2 separate regions of the Strix aluco genome follow, and region 1 is linked to region 2. The links are chromatin contacts, called in public Hi-C maps. All regions are on one chromosome and are shown on one strand. The core of a region is the stretch at or near the end of the contact, and the rest is flanking DNA. Distances in the headings are between cores, read along the strand shown. Region 1 holds the start of DDX17 (DEAD-box helicase 17). Region 2 holds the start of BAIAP2L2 (BAR/IMD domain containing adaptor protein 2 like 2).

The links. A called contact is a pair of places that touch in the nucleus more often than the background predicts.
Region 1: a contact with region 2 is called in a Hi-C map of brain, with 3 times the contacts expected there. The contact joins the promoter of DDX17 here to the promoter of BAIAP2L2 in region 2. A contact is called at or near these places in 2 of 2 Hi-C or Micro-C datasets (brain and heart).

Annotation. Positions count from the first base shown.
Region 1 is chr5:30,891,641-30,895,376 of bStrAlu1.hap1, forward strand. DDX17 (DEAD-box helicase 17) reads right to left here and starts at 1,450. Exons shown (of 13, transcript XM_074826651.1): 1 at 882-1,450. The coding sequence starts at 925. It overlaps LOC141924327 (a long non-coding RNA gene), which reads left to right and starts at 1,526. Exons shown (of 5, transcript XR_012623532.1): 1 at 1,526-1,845; 2 at 3,183-3,299. DMC1 (DNA meiotic recombinase 1) reads right to left here. Exons shown (of 23, transcript XM_074826653.1): 23 at 3,570-3,736.
Region 2 is chr5:30,749,870-30,753,439 of bStrAlu1.hap1, forward strand. It overlaps BAIAP2L2 (BAR/IMD domain containing adaptor protein 2 like 2), which reads right to left and starts at 1,254. Exons shown (of 15, transcript XM_074826635.1): 1 at 961-1,254; 2 at 1-426. The region is part of intron 14 of MICALL1 (MICAL like 1); the gene reads left to right. It overlaps PLA2G6 (phospholipase A2 group VI), which reads right to left. Exons shown (of 17, transcript XM_074826630.1): 16 at 2,798-2,871; 17 at 1,347-2,306. The coding sequence ends at 2,165.

The DNA.
Region 1 (3,736 bases), core at 200-2,699, 140 kb after region 2:
ACCCTTAAAAAACCTCAAGTCTCAAACTAGTTAAATACTATAATGCCACTGCATTTATTGCTGCCATCCTCGGAAGAAAAAAAAAAGTCAAACGTGCAGAAACCTTTTCCAAGCCAAGTTTCCTCTAAATAGCAGATTCAAGAGTATCAAGCACTAGGCCTCTGCAGGGCCACACAGACATCTCCTGTTTGACTTCTACGTAAGCTCGGTCATGCTCTTTAAGTGTGGTCCAGGGCCATGTTTACCGAGATCACTCTCTCGAGTATGCAAGCCCCCTGCATGGCAGCAGTTTTCAATCTCATTTCTTCTCACGATAAGCTTGGCAGCGCAACTGAGAAAGACCTTTCACCAACTGCCATCTTTCTATTAAGTCCAGAAGGAGCAATGACAACCAGAAGGGCAGACTGTCCAACCACTCTTGCCAGGGCCACCCAGACCTTCGTGGCTTGCGGGCGGGGGGGATGGAGAGAGGAGGAGAGTAGGGTGAGGAAGGGGACTGGCAGAAAATAAATTAAGCCGGGGGGGGGGGGGGGGGGCGCGGAGGAAAATGCAGGCCTCAAAACTGCAAGCTAAGCACACACGGTTACACATGAACGACGGAAAATCTAAATTAAAAACTCAACCCACCACCCCACCTTGCTGTCAGAACCCTACGAAATCTCCAGCCGTCCCCCAACCCCCCAAGAGAATTTCTGGGGAAAAAGCTCCCCCAAATACCGCAAGCAGAACGCGCCCCCCTCGCCGCCGCGAATCCTCCCCAGCCTTCCTCCCACCAGCCCCCCGACGCGGGGCAGGCGGCTCCCTCCACCGCCCCCATGCCGTGTCGACCCGCGCCGCGCCACCCCCCCACCCCCCGCCCGGCCTGCCCACCCCCCCCTTACCCGCCGCGGTCTCGGTCGCGGCCCCGGTCCCCGAAGCCCCTCATCGCACCCGGAGGGGTGGGAGAAAGGCAGCGGAACGCCGGCCGTGGGGACGGCGAGGGACTGGGGGTACGGGGAGACGGTCCAGCCAGGGGCGGCTGTGTCTCGGAGGAATCGCTTTGCGCCACCTCGCTTCTTTGGTGGGATACAAAAGGAGAAGAGGTGGTCAGTGGGTCAGAGACCCGCTGGACGTCGGCGGAGGGAACGGCGGGGCTCTCGGTCGGCTCCAGGGCCCGTGAAGTGTGGAGACACCAGCGTCTTCTTCCTCCGGGCTCCCGGCACAAAATGGCTGCCGCCGCCCCAACCCGCTTCAGTTACGTTACGGGCGGCCCAACGCTGCGCAAACTGCGGCCCTCGAAAATACCTACGCCTATTCCCGGAAACCAACTACGCCCTCAGCTCGCTTGGCGAAACCCTGCTCTGCACGGAAGGCAGGATGCGAAAGGTGCGTAGTGTTCTTTGCTTGAGTCGGGCCCCCGCGTGAGGAAGGGAGGGAGGAGAGTAACGCTCTCCCTATTCCTCAAAGTCTGCTACGCAAGGAGTCAACCCCGTAACCCCTTCTGGGCGGTAGGGAAAACCCAGGCCGAGGCGTACGTTACGTAAGTACATGGCGTACGCAAATCGTGTAACTCAGGCTGGCGTAGGGCAGGAAGAGCCCGTGTGTTTTGCGTAAAATTCTTCCGCGGGTTGTGCAGGCAGGGTTGGCGGAGGGTCGGAGGATTACGTTAATTTTGCAGCGTAGTCGGGTTTGGAGAATACGGCCTTTCGCCTACGCGCCGGCTGGCCCCGTGGAGGGTGGCAGCGGTGCTGAGGAGACAATAACGGGAACGCGGGGCGGCGGCGGGGGCCCGGCACGGCACGGCGGGCGGGGAGCGGCCTCTCGGGCTTCTGCGGTGGCGCCGGTGAGGCAGCACGGGTCCGGCAGGTCGGGGTCTTTCCTCCGCTTTTTTCCCTAGCAGATTACTGGGGGGATCTTAGCGCGGCGCTGGGGCAGGAGCGGGAGTGACAGCAGCCATGATGTTTTCTTTTGCCTGAGTGCCAGGAGGCCGAGATAAAATGGCATAACGGGCCCCGACGTGGGTCGTGCCGGCAACCACCCGGTCACACACCCCCCTCTGCAGCTGCAGGAGGTTCATGGCAACCTCTCCAGAAAGTAAACAAATTCACCCCTTCACCCCCTGTGTTGTTATTGGAAGTGATAGAAGAAATGATCAGAAGTACCCAAAGGACACCAGGCATGGCATAGACACCGTGTTTATGGCTGCTAGCGTTTGACTCCACATATCAACCAGAGACTCTTACCTAAAAGATAAAATAAGCCATGAGGCAATTATGTGGCATAGGCCAGAAGTTCTTTTGTCCTGACACAAGAAGCCATGTCAACTGGGTGGTCTGCGGGCACCAGCCAAATTTTGGTCCAAACCGCAGTCGTGCTATCATCAGTGCTTTCTGCATTGTCAGGTTATCAAAAATCAGTTATATCAGCACAAGATAAAGTGAATCCCCTTTAGTTTTATACCCTTGAAACAAATAACTTGGCCTGGAATGAGACACAGATTGTTTACCGTTTTAGTTTTACTTGCTGTATGTACGTATGGCATATGTGAGAAAGCAAAAAGCAGTCTTGGAGCTTAAAATAAGATGTTGGAAGAAACTTGGGTCTTTATAAGTGGGTGGAAGGGAGTCAAGTGACACTGTAAACTCTCATGCTTGGCCATTAGATATGAAAGCCTGGTGTGGGAAAGACTGGCGCATGCAAAGATTAGATGTTACGTTAAATGACAACAGCAGATCCGTTCCTGGCTCCGTCAGATCAGCCAGCCTCCCTGCCTTTGTCTCTCTGGACTTCACTGTGAAAAATAGTGCTTTACCTCAGGAAAAATATCAAAGGTGGTGTTAAGAAGCCACTCAAGGAAGGCAAACTCTCTAGCTCTGTCACACGGTAAACCCTGGCTACAGTGTCAGGCTTTTCTTGGATGAATTTCTGGTCATCACTGCCTTTTTACTTCATGTTATCTTACATGCATTAGTTAATCTAAATGAAAAAATTCTTGTATCAGTGAGGATAAAGCTCCTTAACCAGTCACCAAGGTTAGACCCATTCTAATTAGCACTCATACAAGAGGACAAAGTTAGGCCTTCCCTTAAAGCATCTAATACGTAAATTGTTGAGTTTATTTTAAAACAAGCAATTCCATGAGCATTGCAGGTAATGCAAACAGAATTGGTATTTTGTCCCCTGATTTCTGTCTTTACTCCCAGCTTCTTCTTTTGCCCCCCATGACATACATCTCTGGCCAGTTCAGAGCTGTGCCTGTGCTGGCAGGCCAGGCAGCATGCTGCCTCAGCAAGCCGAGTCATAACTGCCTTTCTCTCCGTGTAAGTACCAATGCCAGCCCCCCTTCCCTATCTAGCTACTGGTTTTGTTTTCCTGTGCTTTTTAATAATAATATTTAATATTATTTAATAATAATCTTTAATATTCTTATATTAGGAGACTGACAAGGCAATTATATGAAGTTTGTTTCTTTAAAGAACTAGACAAAAGGGTTTAAAATGTTGGGTTGCACCTGGTTTATTTCTCTCTTGAAAGGTCACTGAGATCATTGAGAGCAAGGTTTGATTCAAAGCACCCAGATACAAGCAGAGTACTCTTCCAATTCATAATATTTATTTTTAACTTTAATAAGAACAGTTTTAAAACATTCTCTCCAAAAAGCAGAAAAGGCTAAATAAAAATACAAAAATTATCTAGTCGACAAAAATGCCTAAAACCATATTTTTAAGGTAATTTATTGTTCTACTGGTACATGAGA
Region 2 (3,570 bases), core at 4-2,503:
TATACTGGCCTGGGGGGCTGTGCTTCTGAACAGCTGGCTGGATGGAAAGAGCCCGTCACTGGCAAGGCAGGACAGTAGGGAGACACAGACGTGGTACAAAGGGAATGGAGCGCTGCTGGAGTTTAATAATTCACCAGCCAAGGGGCTGGAACTTGATCTCTGGAAGTAACCGGACTCTGGGGAGAGAGGAATCCTGCAACAGCCAGCAAGGGCATGTGACTGCCTCCTTGCATTATTGATTACCGGCTCGGTACCCAGCTCTCCCTGCCCTGACACCCGCGGAGCCAGCCACCTGCCAGAGTAACGCTTCTCGCTGCCTCCGACAGTGCCACCACCTGGAGGTGCCTCGCTCGGCCTCGCTGTGCTAGCGAGCATCTTCAGGTCCTTCACGCACAGCTTGCGATCACAGGCAACAAATAGCAGGGGCTGGGGTGAAACACAAGGAAAGCTTAAAAAGGGTTTTACCTCTTCCCTGCCCGCTATTCCCCCACCCCAAACCTCAGCCCTCTCTGGCTCTTAGACTCCCTCCCACTCCCAATCTCAGTGAGACTCCCTGACAGCAGACACAAGCTTGTACCTGAGCCTTCCTGCTCTCCCTGCCTGTGTGCAAGGTGCCCGAACACAGCATTGCTCTGGGAAGTCCCTGCAGATGGTGCAGACTATTCATAAAGACGTGGGGAGAGTGCAAGCCGGGGGCAAAAAGCAGAAAGGAGCTCATGTTCTCTCTATCTCGAGGTGTGGAGTTTTGTTTTTCCACAGGAAGGTAAGCCCCTCCATTATGTAGGAAAAATAAAACCTTTACTCCACATTAAAAGCCCCTTAATTCCACAATCTCATTTGTGAAACTGAAGATCAGAAGGCAGATAATCAGTTTTCAGCCCTATTCAGCACCCACACTCCTGCCAACAGTGTCCCTTGGGAATCAGTGGGCACCAGGTCCAACAAACTTGCAGCAGTTACCTTGTCCAGGAACCATGTGGGGAAGTTAAAGCCCCATCTCCAGCCATTTGTATCCCAAGGGTCTTCAGTGGTTCCCTTTTTGGGCCAGACTAGCTCAAAGAGGATTCTCACATGGGAGCTGGTCCAAAGCCTCCCCCCTGGCTGCAGCTGCTAAGCCTGGCACAGAGTGTTGTGCTTCGTGGGACAGCCAGCTGCTCCCACCACACACACCTCCCAGGGCTGACTGCTGGGACTGGCCACTCATCTCTTCAGTCCATACAAAGGGTATAACCCTGTGTCTCAAGCAGCCCAATTCCTCAATTTCCACCTGTAAGAAATTCAGAGGCTGCAATCTCAGAACCCCTTTGTAGGACGGGGAGAGAGACAAGACAACCATGACAGCAGAACCAAATGCAAACCTCTCTTTATTTCAGGTCATGTCAGTTTTGCATAGAAGCACTATTCACAACAGCAGTCCATCCAGTCAAAAGCAAATGATTAAGAATTCAGTTTTTCAGGTTACTCCTCAAAACGTCTCCAAATAGCTACATATATTATTTATAAATATGAAAATTTACTGCAGAAACATTGAGTACTGTAGCATTCACAATGGAATTTCCAGCAGTAAAAAAAAACTGTCCCAGGGTCAGTTTCTTTGGTGGGAACTGATCACAGAGCTTTTCAATTCCATGTTAAGGAGAAACAATCTCTATACCAAGCCATGCTGAGTTAAGAATAATCCTTTTCCTCATACCATACACTCCGAAACACCTTGGTCCCAGTGGGCCAAGTAATCCCTGAAGCTTTCTCTGGCCTTGGCTCATTCTGTGATGTGGGAAGGTGCACAGTGCTTTGTCAGTGGAGGTGCTGCACAGACAGGAGACACACTCCAGCAACTACAGCCCAAGACAGGTAGGTGGGGGCTCTGGCTTCTGGGAAGGGCTGTACAGTCAGATAAGGGCAGCAAAACTGAGCACAGCAGCAGAGATGGGGCTGCAGTATGAAGATAACTGTCAGCATGTCACAGCTGTCTGGGAATACATGGGGTGTGTCCTGGAATAAATGTGTAATGTGCACTGTTGTCTATTACATATCATTAATTCCTCAGTAGTAGTAGTAGTCGTCCCTCCCCCACCTCAACATCCAGTTTCAAGGGCAAATCCGAGCCATTTCAGTGTCTGCTGCTCCTTGCCTTTGGGATGTGGTACGGGAACCTCCAGGTCAGTCATCGGGAGAGATGTTGCACCAGCTGCTCAAACCGCTCCCGCTGCTGGTAGATGTAAAGCTGGGTGTCCCAGAGAGCGTTCACCAGCACGGTGTCATTCACCTCATCCAACATCACATCCGCATGCAGCTGAGGGCTAAGCCTGCACACAGCAAGACAGCATCACCAGCTGGGCACAGACATGAACACGACAAGGCAGCGAGCCTGCCAACCAAAAGACTTGTGCAAAGCGGCTCCCGCTGTCCTGGGTGTTCACCTGCCCTTATCCAGCAGGCCTGCGGAGCGGAGGCCTTCCCCTGTCTTCGAGGCCCAACCACACTCAAGGCTGAGCCATAGCAACCGCACCACCCAAGGCACGAGTCTCAAAACACCCTGTGCGTGGTGCGATAGGGCAGGATGCACATCCCCGAAGGACCCTGTTAGCATGCCCCGAGCCCCCACTGACCCCACACAGGGTGTGCTCCATGCATCAGCTCGCACACTGGGCTGTGTCACCGAGGCACGAGGAGAGGGGGCAGGGGGACAGGCATGCCTCTGGAGGGGACACTGTTTGGGATGACACATGCCACAGCCAGGTCTGAAGCAAGAGGGATAAAAATAGGTCTGTGAAGAGAGCAGAAAGGAAGCTTCTACCGGAAATATGGGACATCCGTCATCTCGCACCAGGCCCTGGCACGATCCACAGCTGGGCCATCTGCGTCAGTGCACTGCAGGAGAGACAGGCCCACGGTTAGAGCCTGACTGACACCGCTCTCTCCCTGCCTGCAAGAGGCTCTCCTGGCACGGAGTCAAACTGCACAAGCCACAGAGGGAGAGGGAAAACCAGGAGCAAGTGCATCCTGGACGGCACCATTCACCACCAAGAGGGAGGTGGCTTTTTATCTGTTTTTTTAAATACAGGAACAGTGCTCCAGATCCTCGGGACACAAGGAATTGCACCCTACAGATCCTCCATCCATCGTAGTACTGAGGGGATTCCCTTAAAGAAACCCCCAGGATGATCTGAATCACAGCCTCCTTGGGATTTCATCTCCATCCATTTCTGTCCAAACCCAGTACCAGAAGAGCCTGTGATTACTGCAGGCTTTCTGGGCTATCCTGGCACCACTTCCCTGGGAGCCCTGAAATAAAAGACAGGAAGCAGAGGGACCTCTCTAGGTATTTTCGGGCTTTAGGAAGCTAAAAGAAGATAAAGCAAAAGAATTAAGATTATAGTCAGAGCTTCAGTTCTGATCTTTGTGGCTTTCATTCATTTGGAGTGTTTTCCTGCACAACATTTAATGAGCTTCTTCCTCAAGCATGAAAAAATGCCTATTACACATTTCTAACCACAGCTCTGAACTACTGCTTTTTATTAGCAATACTCCCACTTCTCTACCATTTACCAATTTCCCCAGTGGGGATAA